Regions from separate parts of the Cyprinus carpio genome. Here region 2 is linked to region 1. Evidence: chromatin contacts called from public Hi-C data. All regions are on one chromosome and are shown on one strand. Each heading gives the region's core, a stretch centred on a gene start, on an enhancer-like site or on the middle of the called end of the contact. The rest is flanking DNA. Distances are from core to core; before and after follow the strand shown.

The links. A called contact is a pair of places that touch in the nucleus more often than the background predicts.
Region 2: a contact with region 1 is called in a Hi-C map of skeletal muscle, with 4 times the contacts expected there. The contact joins two enhancer-like sites. A contact is called at or near these places in 4 of 8 Hi-C or Micro-C datasets (liver and skeletal muscle).

The regions. Positions count from the first base shown.
Region 1 is chrA22:9,274,321-9,280,867 of ASM1834038v1, forward strand. It overlaps LOC109047527 (nuclear factor 1 A-type), which reads right to left. Exons shown (of 11, transcript XM_042711789.1): 4 at 768-842. Among protein-coding and RNA genes, the nearest start is that of LOC109047523, 77 kb to the left of the region's middle. Within about 2 kb of position 3,566, at least 4 of the 8 cell types and tissues checked have an H3K27ac peak or open chromatin away from gene starts, as enhancers often do. A contact at or near this core is called in liver and skeletal muscle, where this site is marked.
Region 2 is chrA22:9,347,805-9,353,973 of ASM1834038v1, forward strand. All of the region lies in intron 1 of LOC109047527 (nuclear factor 1 A-type), which reads right to left. Among protein-coding and RNA genes, the nearest start is that of LOC109047527, 30 kb to the right of the region's middle. Within about 2 kb of position 2,772, at least 2 of the 8 cell types and tissues checked have an H3K27ac peak or open chromatin away from gene starts, as enhancers often do. A contact at or near this core is called in liver and skeletal muscle, where this site is marked.

The sequences.
Region 1 (6,547 bases), core at 2,316-4,815:
TCGATTTCTAATGAGTGGAGGGATAGTGGATTCAGCCCATTGTTCTGAAAACAGCGCTGAGAAACCAGAGAAGCTTTCCTCCAGCACACTGGTTAATCACTAGCCTCATACTACCTTTGGGCTGAATTTAAGCTGCTTGAACTAGGGTGCTTCAGACCTTGTAGTTTTATTCTGCTGCTGGCCTTCGCATACTAGGGTGTAACAGGCGCTAAATCATGCCAAGCTTAAGATTGTGACCTTTGCACAACACCTAATGTACTTACCTAACTTTACATGTTTTTAGGTTCATTATGAAAGCTCAATTGATTGAGTTATAACTGACTCATCAGGAGCTTTTTTAAAACTTACTTTTCAGTTAAAATATTTTGTAAAAAATCATTAAAATATGATAAATTTATATGAGAAGCAACACTGCTTTTTTCAAAGAATGTATCATTAATATATATATATGGGCCAATGGCATTATATTACTGACAATAAAGTTTAGTCTTTTAAAACTGCAAAGTGAAATGTTTATTTTAATGATAAATATTATTAAATAATTAAATATTATTACTTTATAAAAAACAATTGGGGAGGGGGGTGTTGCACTGCATGACGTTTTTCAAAAAATATTCACAATTTAAAAATATATTTTATGTATTTTTGAAAAAAAAAAAAAGATTGTGTCATGTCATTGACCCATATTTTTAAAACTACACTCATATTAAAGACACATTGTATGAAAACAAGTCTTAATATCTCATGCAATGTTGTAGAGTTCTTACTCTGTGAGACTCGCACGAGCTCAGAGACGGTGAAGACACCTGATGTGATGAAACTGTCCTGGAAGCCAAGGTGCCCTAGGAGACAAAAAGAAAGAGGAGGAAAAACTGTTATCGCAATGAACATGACAAAATACAGAGGAAAGACAATGTTTATGTCAACAACGCACTCACACACAGTCCCGGTGGGGAAAGAAATAGGGAGTGTTTAGAGTGACACTGAGGGTAGAACACATCTGGATTTGGTCCCATGAGTGTCTGCAGTACAGTGGGGCAGAGGCACTTTGCGGTGTGGCGCACACACATATACAAACAGCTGTATAGGAAGCCCAAGAAAGCACAATTATATATGTGTTTACATATGATATGTGGTGGAATCTCGGTCTAACACATTCTTTGTGAGGCAGGGAAAAATCGGTTGCCTCTTCCAACAGACAGACAGACCAAAATGACTGTGTTCATTGTGCTGACTACGGCTGACCCAGGACCTGCCACACACCCTGCGGGCTGCTGCTCTGCTTGAGGAGCCCATATAAGCCTCAGATTCAACCACAGACACCTAAACTTACTACCATTCGACACCACAGAATCAAAACATGCAGTCAGTGTGTACTGCATATCCCATAATGATCTGATCACATATAGTGTGTGGAAACTGATGATATGGCAAGATCATCACAAGTCAGACATAAGCTTATGATATGGTACATACAGTATGCACTAGATTAGAAGTTAATAGGTTGCAACATCAATGTGGTAGTTGCAAAAGTGAGAACTGTAAGATAAAACACAAATAAATAACAGAAAATAAGTTAATAAAAATAAGGCATTGTTAAGAAAAACCAAATGATTATTTTATTACATATATTACAAATAAAGCAAAATATTTACAAACACTTTAAACATGTATTTTAGTTGTCCTCACTCCACAAAAAAAGCAATGCTATTCATTAGAAAAATAATAAATTAAAAACAAACAATTTTATTAATTATTACTACAAAAAAAAATAAAATAAAAAATAACATGTATATATTGGTATATATTCATTTTTGAATCATTTCAAATGTTCTTGATAATTTCTACTGCAAAAAAAAGCAAAAAAAGAAAAGAAAAAAAAAGCTATGTTTTATTCTAACTCATTCCATCCTCAATGACGGCAACAAGAACACGGCAAATGATCAAACTCAATATGACTCACGTTATGTAAATAAATGCAAAACATAAGAATCTCAAATGTTATATATACGAGACGTTGCAATGCTCGTCAAGGTTCATTCTCCTGAGAAAAAAAAAAATATATATATATATATATGTATAGAGGAAGGTGACAAGACGAATCTCGAGAAGAAGTGATGTAGCTATTAAAGGACTTCCTGCACTGCTCGGTGGCTGGCAAGCTATAAAACCAACAATAGAAATGAGTTTAATCTTGACTGGCTGGATGAGGAGACGTATAGCATGTGGACGGGTGGAATAATAAATAATAAAAATAGAGAGAGAGAAGAGAAGGAGAGAGAGAGACAGAGGGAGGGGTAATATCTACAGCTCACTGCAAGAGAAAGTGCTGACATGAGCTAAAAGACCCAGAGAGCATTCCTGCACAGATGCCCCTGAGATTGAGAAGAAGTGAGATAGAGTTTGTTCGGGGAGGTATCAGAAGGAGGGGAGACGTACAGTATGTTACAGGGCATGTGGCAGGAAGTCAAGGTAGATTACAAAATGACAAAGCGACCAGGACAGTGGGCTACAGGGTCGAGAGCAAGAAAGGCAAAAAGTCAACGTTTCCACACAGCTGTACATACTGTGAAACAACAATAATACCGAGCAGAAGTGAGGCGCACCATTACTTGGAAAATGGAGGGATGACGCAATGGAGCTGAGGAGGGAGAGAGCAGGCGAGCGAAGGAGCGTTCGTCACTTGAATTCCAGTATAGGGAGCATATGCACCCGGAGTTCACTGAGGGCATTTCCATGAGTGCCTCATATAGGGAGACAGGGGCGAGGGAAGGGGCAGGGCTTCTATATCTCAACACGGATAATCACTCCCAGCTGTGTCCACTGTAGCGCCGCACACACACATGTAGGGAGGGGCCACGGTTCGCCTTTCATAGCAGCACCGAGACCTCAACAAGCCTCCTGCGCAGCAACAAGAGCGCCGTGTGGAACTACACCGGGCCTCGGGACAAGCAAACCGATACTGTATCTGGGTAGTTGACAAAACAAACTTTTTATTCAACATCAAGACTTTAGGTGAATGTGTGTATATTTGATGTGCTTTGGTCATTATCCTACAACATCTTAATGATCTTTTTGCTTCTTTAAACGAGTAAAAATGAATATACAACAAGATAAAAAAAGGGGTCTTGTTTTTAATCAAGTATATGACTGGATTGTGAAAAGTGTGTTTCGGACCAGAATGGAGCCATGCAATGTGAATGAGAATTAGCAAAAACAATGGCTTAACTTTCATTGGTGCAAATTGCCACTGGCCTTGGTGATGTCATCAGAGATGGAAAGTTGTTGAAGGGGTGGAGCAAGTTACCTAATTCTAATTGCTAATTACAAAGAGTGTTTTTTTTCTATTTTAGAATCACGTGCACTGATAAGGAATGTGTATTAAGAAATCAGCAATGAGTAAAACATGATATTCAACGATTAGTGAAAAGTGTGCATTACATATCAGAATGAAGCCAGACATGAAAATTAGCTAAAACTGGCTGAATTGCTATTTGTTTTTATTATCTAATATAAAGCATGGCCTTGGTGATGTCATCAGAGACTAGAAGTTGTTTAAGAGGCTGAGCAAGCTGATGATTGGATAGTGAAAAGTGTGTGTTACATACCAAAATAGAGCTAGTGAGAAAACAAAAGTCAAATTTCATTTTCATTGTCTTTCATATGTATTTCTATTCGACTTTTATACCTCTCAGTTATTCATTTTATCATCAACCACGTGTATAAAGCATAATAACCTGAAAAATCTCTTTTCAAATAGTCTTAGATGAAGTATCCACTGCTTGACATTTGACAGCCACCCATAAACAAGCCTCACAAGAGACAGTAAACAACAGTTTAACCATTTTTACTAGCTTCTTAACAAATGTCTCTCACATTCTTTTCGATTTTCTTGTGCTCTCTGTTATGGGTTTCCCACCTCCCTTCTCTCTCTCCTGGGCTTGTAAAGAAGAGGATATCCTCTGGCCTTATCTAATAGTCTGCGGATTGTGCAACAGCTGCCTCGTCCCAGAAAGACAGCAGCCCGCTCTGTGAAAGTGCACGTAGCATGGAGCACAAGGGTCAAGGTTTACCAGCAAAAACAAACCATGGAAAAATAAAAGTTGATCATGTTTTCCTGCATCGGGGACGAGAGGGAGACAGAAATAAGGGAGAAATAGAGGTGGTGATGACAGGGAGAAGTTGGAAGTATGCCTCAAGCTATGTCTGACAGTATTTAACAGGCAGTGAAAGAAGTCAGTGGTCTTTGAAGGGATAGCTCACTCTAAATAAAAATTCTCTCATCATTTACTCACACGCATGTTATTTCAAACCCGTATAACTGTCTTTCTTCCATGCAAGCAAATATATGATATTTTTCCTGGCTGCTCTTTTCCATTCTTATGTAGCTCTCAAATGTCATTCTTCATGACACAATGTACTTAGATTTGAGAGCTGCACTTGAAGAACAATATAAATTTCGGCTTCAGAAGAAAAATATAATAATTATACAAGTATATATATATTTATATATATATATTGTGTGTGTGTGGTGTGTGTGTGTGTGTGTGTGTGTAAATAATTCAATTATTATTATATAATTTAATAAAATATTAAAAATGTAATTATTGTTTTTTTTAAATTAATACATGTGTTAAATGTATAAATATGTTACTTAAGAATTCATACATATTATTTAAGTTTTTAAATCATTTAAAATAATATAAATGTTCTATAATGTTATATGATATTTATGTGCTTTTACACACACACACATATATGAGCTTAAATATGATAACATTTATGCACATAAATATAACATTTATATATCTATATCTATGTATCTATCTATCTATATCTATATCTATCTATCTATCTGTCTATCTATCTATCTATCTATATATATATATATAGATATAGATATATATACATAGATATATTTACATATCTATACCAAAGATATTACACACAACTGTCATAATATATTTAATTTAATCGAATGGAAAATCATAGTGAAAGTGTTGTGTAATTTCTCATTTTATAATTTTGAAAAATCCCTTTATGAGGCAGTGAAGTAAAGTCTCAGGTCTTCAAATAAAAGTTGGATACATTGTTTTCACATCCAGTGGGTCAAATGCTGCTGATCTGAGACCAGTTTTGTGAATTAAAAAGGATGCTTCAGATCAAAACTGGAAATAATCCGAAGATCACGATGACAGATATAGATACCAGATGGAGCGAGTTTGTACGGGAGAGAAAAAATGAAAAAAAGACATTAGCGGAGTGATTATATGCAGCCTATATCAGCACAACTCAGGGGTGATCTTCAGTTCAACATGAGAGAGAGAGATGAAAAGATAATATCAGCTACATGCAGGATGAGAGAGATGAACGCGCTCATCTGTCTGTATCCTCTAATCTGAGTAAACAGGGCCATGTTGGTGTCACACACAAGGGCGTGGAAATAATAGCTCAAGCTTCGCACACAAATGCGATAATCTTTAAGTTAGGAGGAAAATATGCCTTATAATCCAGTGTTGAGGGACGCGTACGTAACAGCGCTCCAGGGGGGTTGTGGGAGGATAAAGCGGAACTTTTTGACATCATTCTCTGTTTAAACTCAAGCAAACAGGCCATTCAATCATTGTGTTTATGTTTTCTCAAACTGTAAATCTGTCGACGCAGACTGTTTCATTGTCCGCTAATAATTTGTAAACACACACAAAATCAGCGGAATTGCTGCTCTGTGTTTGTTTTAAAAGAACCCGTTTAGAACAATTCTCCGCCTGCGATGGAAAGATGCCACTTTTCGCACAAGTTTACGCAGACGCAATCTTCCAAAGAGTTATCACCCACCTCTGGCTTATACACACTCACAAAGAGGAGAGAGCAAATTCTAGAGCTTCGACGACGTGAAAAATTCGCAAACTTGTTCTTACTATAGCTGAACAACAACTAGATATACTTTGGGGACAAAATAATCTAGGCCTGATTCAAACCTGCAACTGCAGTGATACCATAGTAGAATCATTTTTGGTTCCCCAAAGAACCTTTCGTGCTATGGAAAGGTTCTACACTCTTAAAAATAAAGGCTCCAAAAGTGATGCCACAGAAGAATCATTTTTGGTTCCCCAAAGAACTTTCTTAAAAGCACTATGAAGAACATGTAAGTGAAGAACATACAACAACAACAAAGGGTTAATGGATGGTAAAACTTCTCAAATTAACCATCAATTTCAATAAAGATCCTATATTTTCAAGAGCGTGCCAATGCAATGGAAGAATCACTCGTGGTTCCTCCAAGAACCTTCCTGTGAACATATCTTTTTTTTTTCAAGAATATTTGAATAATCTATTCACTGTTTAAAACATTTTGTGCAATAGAAAGGTTCTATATTCTTAAAAATTAAGGTTCCAAATGGGGATTTTTGCAGTGATGCCATTTTTGGCTCCCCAGAGAATCTTTCAGTGAACAGTTCATAAAATAACCATTTTGTCTAAGTATAAAGAACAATTTAATAATCTTTCCACTAAGAAGAACCTTTTCTGCAAATGGAAATGTTCTACA
Region 2 (6,169 bases), core at 1,522-4,021, 73 kb after region 1:
AAAATAATCACAATATGCCATTGAGCAAAAATAAATAAATATTTATTACAAAAAAAACAAACAAAAATATTTTAATAATTATACAGCTTTATTAAGCTGTAGAATGAAATAAATGTAATGTTAAATAAATGTCATATTAATTATAGCTGCAAACTCAACAGCAGACTTCATATGGATACATATTGTCATATCTCTTTTGTTAAACCACAGGAAATTGAGGATTTGCATAAGCATATATCATTATTATAGAGTAATGCACAATGTGTGTGTGTGTCTCCTGTGAGAACGTATATGTTTAATCATATTGTTTCCCTTCTGTCTTGTTCAAGAATCAAACTCCCTTGCCTCCGAGGCATAAAAACTGTATTGTTTCATCCAGCATTTAAACCAGTGAATGAATTCCCTTATCCTCCTTCACTGACTCTCCAAGTAACTTAATCCAAAATCTGTGAAATGTTGTTCTTCAATTACTGATATCATCTATTGTTGCTTTTATACATGTATATTATGTGCTTTTTATTATTATTATGTTTTTTTATATAAAGGATTTTTTGCAGACTTTTCTACACTCAGACTTCTTGTAAAATTGCTTGGGGAAAAAAATCAATATGGAAAATCTCCAGACGAGAATCGAGCTCTCTACTGCAAAAACATGATGTTAACTTTTAGCTATGTTTTTAAATAAAACAACCGACTGCTAGAATTATTCTGTGGATGACACACAACAGAGCATAATATAACATGCAAATTATAATTATGAGAGCGTCCAGAAAGCTTGTTTTTCTCTTTTGTTTTAATTCTAGCAATTCATGAAAACCCGAATTCTGCACGCTCGTAGCGGCAGAACAAACAGCTCTTCGCATTTTGGAGCGTGCCTGAGTGTCAATATAGGGTCTGGTTAGCATGTCAGGTTTTTCCAGACTCCTAAAGTGTTTCAAGCTGAACCTCGCTGTCCTATAGGAAGGCCTCAGCAGGGAACAATAGTGCCTCGTGGCCAAAAGAGACAAGAGAGTTTTAACACATACAAAACTATTACGCAAAACAGACAATGTGAATACGCAGTTCACCTAAAATGATATGAATACAAGGAAAGGCCAATGTATATTTATGCATAAACTAAAATACGTAAAAGTGTTGAAAATGTGTTATTTGGATTTTAAGGATTTTACTATAAAATTAAATCAGTGTACAGATGTGATTTTTGGCACTCTTCGAGTCTTTAAAAACGACACACACACACACACACACACAGAGAGAGAGCAAATAGACCTCATACTGCCTTAACACCGCAACAGAGAGGAAATCAATTGCCCGTCTCAATTATCATCAATGCAACTAAGATTTTTAGATATTTAATAATATTACTGTTAAACTGCTTATTTAAAAGAAAGGAAATAGTGCTTTAATTTTTTGAATTTTTTTTGTAAGACTAAGCTGTTTATCACAGAGTGCATATTGCTCAAAAAAATCTGAGTATTATTTATTTTTAATAAGAACTGTTTTTAGCAACAAATATTGAAATATATGAGCTATATATAAGTTCTTGTGTGAGGTTTCAAGTTAGTGATATTGTTACATTTACTGTGACTGATAAATGATTAAAAGCTTCCCCACAGTTTTGCATGGATTTAATAGAAATAAATAGAACTTCTGCTAACTTATCCAAGTCTTACATTATCAAGTCGCTGAAAAGACGACTTCAAAGTATGAGAACTTTCTCAGCTCGTCTTTCTCCACACATTACACATAATTTGTCTTTTTTTCGCATGAATCCTTCCCAGTATCTCCAAACAGACTGTAACTAACACGGTCAAAAGAACGTCCCTATATGCGACACAATACTGAGGCCTTCTCCTTTGTTTTATGCGTTCAATAAAACACACTTAACCAAACAGTTTAAAATCACATCAAGACTACGGTATAACGCTAAAGCTTTTCCAGACCTGTCACCTCACTTCACCTGCCACCATGATTCACACAATGAATGGTTTTTTAAATCTCCTTTAACCCTTTCAGCTGTGTCCAACTTTAGTTTTATTCTGTGCTAATTACAAAAGTGCAATAAGCAACAAACAAATAGCACTGTGCATATATATATATATATATATATATATATATATATATATATATATATATATATATAGCCTATATATATATATCAGCACATTATAAAGTGAGTTATCAAGCATGACAGCACCAAATCTAAGAGTCTTAAAAAAATAACAAAAAATAAAATGTATAAACTTGTCAATATTTAGAACTGCTGCTAAATGTCAGAAATACTGAGACAGTGAAGTTTGCAAAAGATAAAATCAAAGAGTTTCTGCTGCCTTGAAGAAAAAGTCTCATGTAAACAGCAGAGAAGCTTTTTATTGCCGACAGTTGGTTCAAACTAAAGTTAACACAGAAAACGGAATAGTTGTATTGATATTTAATAACAAAACGCACATAAAATAGGACTATTCTGATCTCGGATATGTGTTTAAAGGTGCACACGTTTATGTGACGTTTTAATCTCAAAACAGCTTGGTGTCATAGCAGAAGCTTTTTAAGTCGTGGAAAGAGTTTTTATTTTTGTACTTCTCGAGTTCTGGTGCTTTAAAGAACCCAGAGTGCTGTGAAAACCCTACAAATGCAACATCAAGAACTTTTTCATCTCTAAATAACCATAAAGCAACCTAACTTAAATCGTTAAAGAACTTTATTTTTAAGATCAAATGTGCATAACGTTGACTCTGCGAGCTCAGTGTAACGTTTTCTTTCATGCACAGCGCTCAACTTGCAGAATATAAACGTCCGTCCCCATGCAAAAAGCCGCTAGAATAAAATTCAGCTGTACATAAATGTGCACAAGAAACATATTTGTGTGTAAGGTGGGCGCCATCCGCCATGTGGTAGTTCAGTTGCCTCTGTCAGAGCAGAAATCACCTATAATAACCAACAAAAAGAAAAAATAATACACTAAAATTTCACATACATCAATCATACACGCTGTCCCAGCCAAAGACACCGCTCATACGCAACAAACAGAGTTAATAATAGACGAAAATGTCACTTACCTGTGTTAGGCATAGCGGAGAATACATATCTGTCGGTTTTAACTCCTGAATTGGCGATGTATATGTTGTGTGTGTGCGTGTGTGTGTGAGTATATTTCTTTATTAAAAAAGAAAAAAATATGTATATATATGAGTGTTTCGTCAGCACGCTGGAAATAGACAGAGAAGAAGGGAGAGAGGGAAAAATAAAGCCTTGCTTCTTGCTTTCACATTTCCAACTCTGCGAAGTGCGCGCGACGCTTCAGCGCTCCATAGAGCTGAACTTTAACCCCGCCTCGAGTTACACACATCTACTGTAGCCTACTGTACTGTTAAAGCCGTATATCCAAACTTTCGGCATTATCATCAAGTGCAGCCTTAGAGAAAAGTCCCGACGACGGATGGATGGAAGTGCACGGAGATTTCACAGAGCCATGAGTGAAACTGTGGTGATGAAGCGCCGAGATGAGCGATTATTTCATCTTGCGGTCATTTGAATAGAAAAAAAGGATAGAAAAAGTCGTCCGGATGCGTTACAAAACTCGCGTTTGGTTCATTCTTCGCTGTCTCTTATAGCGCCGCTCCGCGCCGCGCGCTTGCATCCGCCGTGAGGCATGTGGCGGTACGAAGCAAAACTGAGGCGGATTTACGAGCAGCGAGGAGGGCTCGGCATGCTTAGGAAGATTGTAATATCCTTAAAACCCCCTGTTGCAAAAGCTGCCACTTGTGTCGCGGTTAGTTTCGACCTGAGAGAGGGGGGAGAGAGAGACAGAGGAAAAAAAGTGAAGCAAGCGCACGATTCGAGTCCGCTGAGACGAAGCTCCCGTTCACTTTTGCCGTTTAAACTCTTGGGCTCTTCCATCAGCACAGCGCCCTCAATATCGGCACGAGAGCCATACACATGCGGGACAAGAGAAATGTGCACCCCCAATGCAGTTGCACTTCGTGTAGCTACACCGAGTATTGTAACGCAGAAAGTATGATGATGAATTTAACTTACGTCTTTAGCGTGCAGTTGTTATCTTATGCGCCCAGGATTTGCTTTTTAAACAAATAAATCAAGGAGTACCTACTTTTGAGAAATAAACGACTGGAAAAATAAAACATTCGTATCGCATTCACTACCCTCAGTAGTGTGTTGCCAAATGATAAAATAATTTCAGATTTGACAAATCAGCAATCATTTTAATGCAGTTCTTGCCAAGGTGCGTTTGCACATGAATGTTAGAGGCAGCATAAGTGCAACTGATTCTATCTATGCATAATTAAAAATACTAAATTAAATGTAACATTTAATAATAATAATATTAATAAAATGCTGCGTATGCTTAAATAGGCTAAATTGTAAGTCGCTTTGGATAAAAGCGTCTGCAAAATGACTTAATGTAAATGTAGGCTACACGTTGTAATTTTAACAACCAATCAGATTTAAGTCTCAAAAGCCTTAAGTGCAACTTAACACAATACTTGCTTAATTTCGAATCAGACCTGAAGTGAAAACTTTAGTTTGCACGCGAAATCCAAACTTATTGCTAATGATTTGATGAACTGGTTCAAAAGAGTCAATCGTCGGGGAACAGAACAAGCATGGACAGGCTGCGTGCAGTCGATTCACTAAAGGAATCGACTCAAAAGAGTCATTCGTGTGAGAATCGGACTACACTTTTTGCGTTTTACGTTTAAAATTCACTAAAAAGAGTATCATTCATTAGGTAACCGGACTATACTGCTCGCGCAATGTTTATGATTCACTAAAAATGAATCGTTCGAAAACATTTAGCGGCATCGAACGTCATTAGCTAAAAAAAAAAAAAAACGTTGCGTTACGAATTATCGCAGGATAAATCGTTTATAACTCTAGAAAAGCGTTCTTTTCGTTGTTACAAGAAAATAAATAAATCAATGCTTATTTTTGTTCCTTGTGCTCACGTATGTTTATGCAAACCCAAGTAGCCTATTTCACATGCAGCATTTCTTTCCTCATGTGTTGAACATTGTTTCAGAATATTTTGAAACGGCCAGTTATAAGCACCAGTGTTTTCAGTATCATCTTTCATTTCTGAGGCCTGATGTGCGGCTGGCATGTTCCTTAAGAGGATGTGTCTATTAATATTTTTATCTGAGATTTTGATATTTCAAAGAGCCAATGGAATAAACCACACAAATGAAATTGTGAATGTTTTATCAAAAAAACAAAACAAACACAGCTAAATGAATCTGAAATAGCTACTGCAGTGATTTAAAAGTATGGACACTGATGGATAGGAAAGCGACTGCCATATGCATTGTTATGTTTCTAATCACGTGTACAGAACATGCAAACATCATTAATAAGCAAACCTAGTTCATGTCATTAGTTTGGTTGGCATTCGACAGCGTTTTATTATTATTAACCAACTACTCTCGCCTGTAAGTCAATCGGGCGCCCCCTAGAAAACAGCAACGTGCAGGCTTCATTTCAGCACACACAGAAAAGTGCTTTCCAGAATGACAGGATGATATTCTAAATGAAATATTAGTCTGTTGGAGAAAAAATCAACACTAGCCTATATTCCATGAAGTCAAAAATCTGATGTGCATCAACATTTGTGTGAGCATCAACCCGTGAAACAAACATCAAGGTGAGTTTTGTTAAATCTAAGATATAGGTGATGATTACACAAAACACTGTGTGGTAGAAAATATAGGAAACTGGATATTAATAATGCTCACATCTCAGTCACACTAACTTGCTGTAGGTGCACGTCCGTCCCTCTGGTGTTTTCATGAGCTGCTCTGTGATTGGACAACACAGTGCAATTCAAAACTCACGCGCATGTGACGCCAATCACTCCTGCACGCCGCGAGACGAACTCCCTCAGACAGTCGGTTTGTCGGTAAACAGCCTCGCGGAAACACAAATACATTAGATTGGGAATAGAGAGAGCGCTTATCTTCATGATATCAGACTTCCGTTGTGTTTTGACAGCCTGACGTGAATGCAAAGGCTCGAAATGTGCAACACGGTCTTTCAGGAATGTGTCGTCTCAAACTTTATGTAGCCTACTATAAAACAGACACATTTGATGACAACTGATTAATAAAAGCAGATAAAAAATGTTTTGTATTTGTTTTTTTGTTTTTTTCCAAAT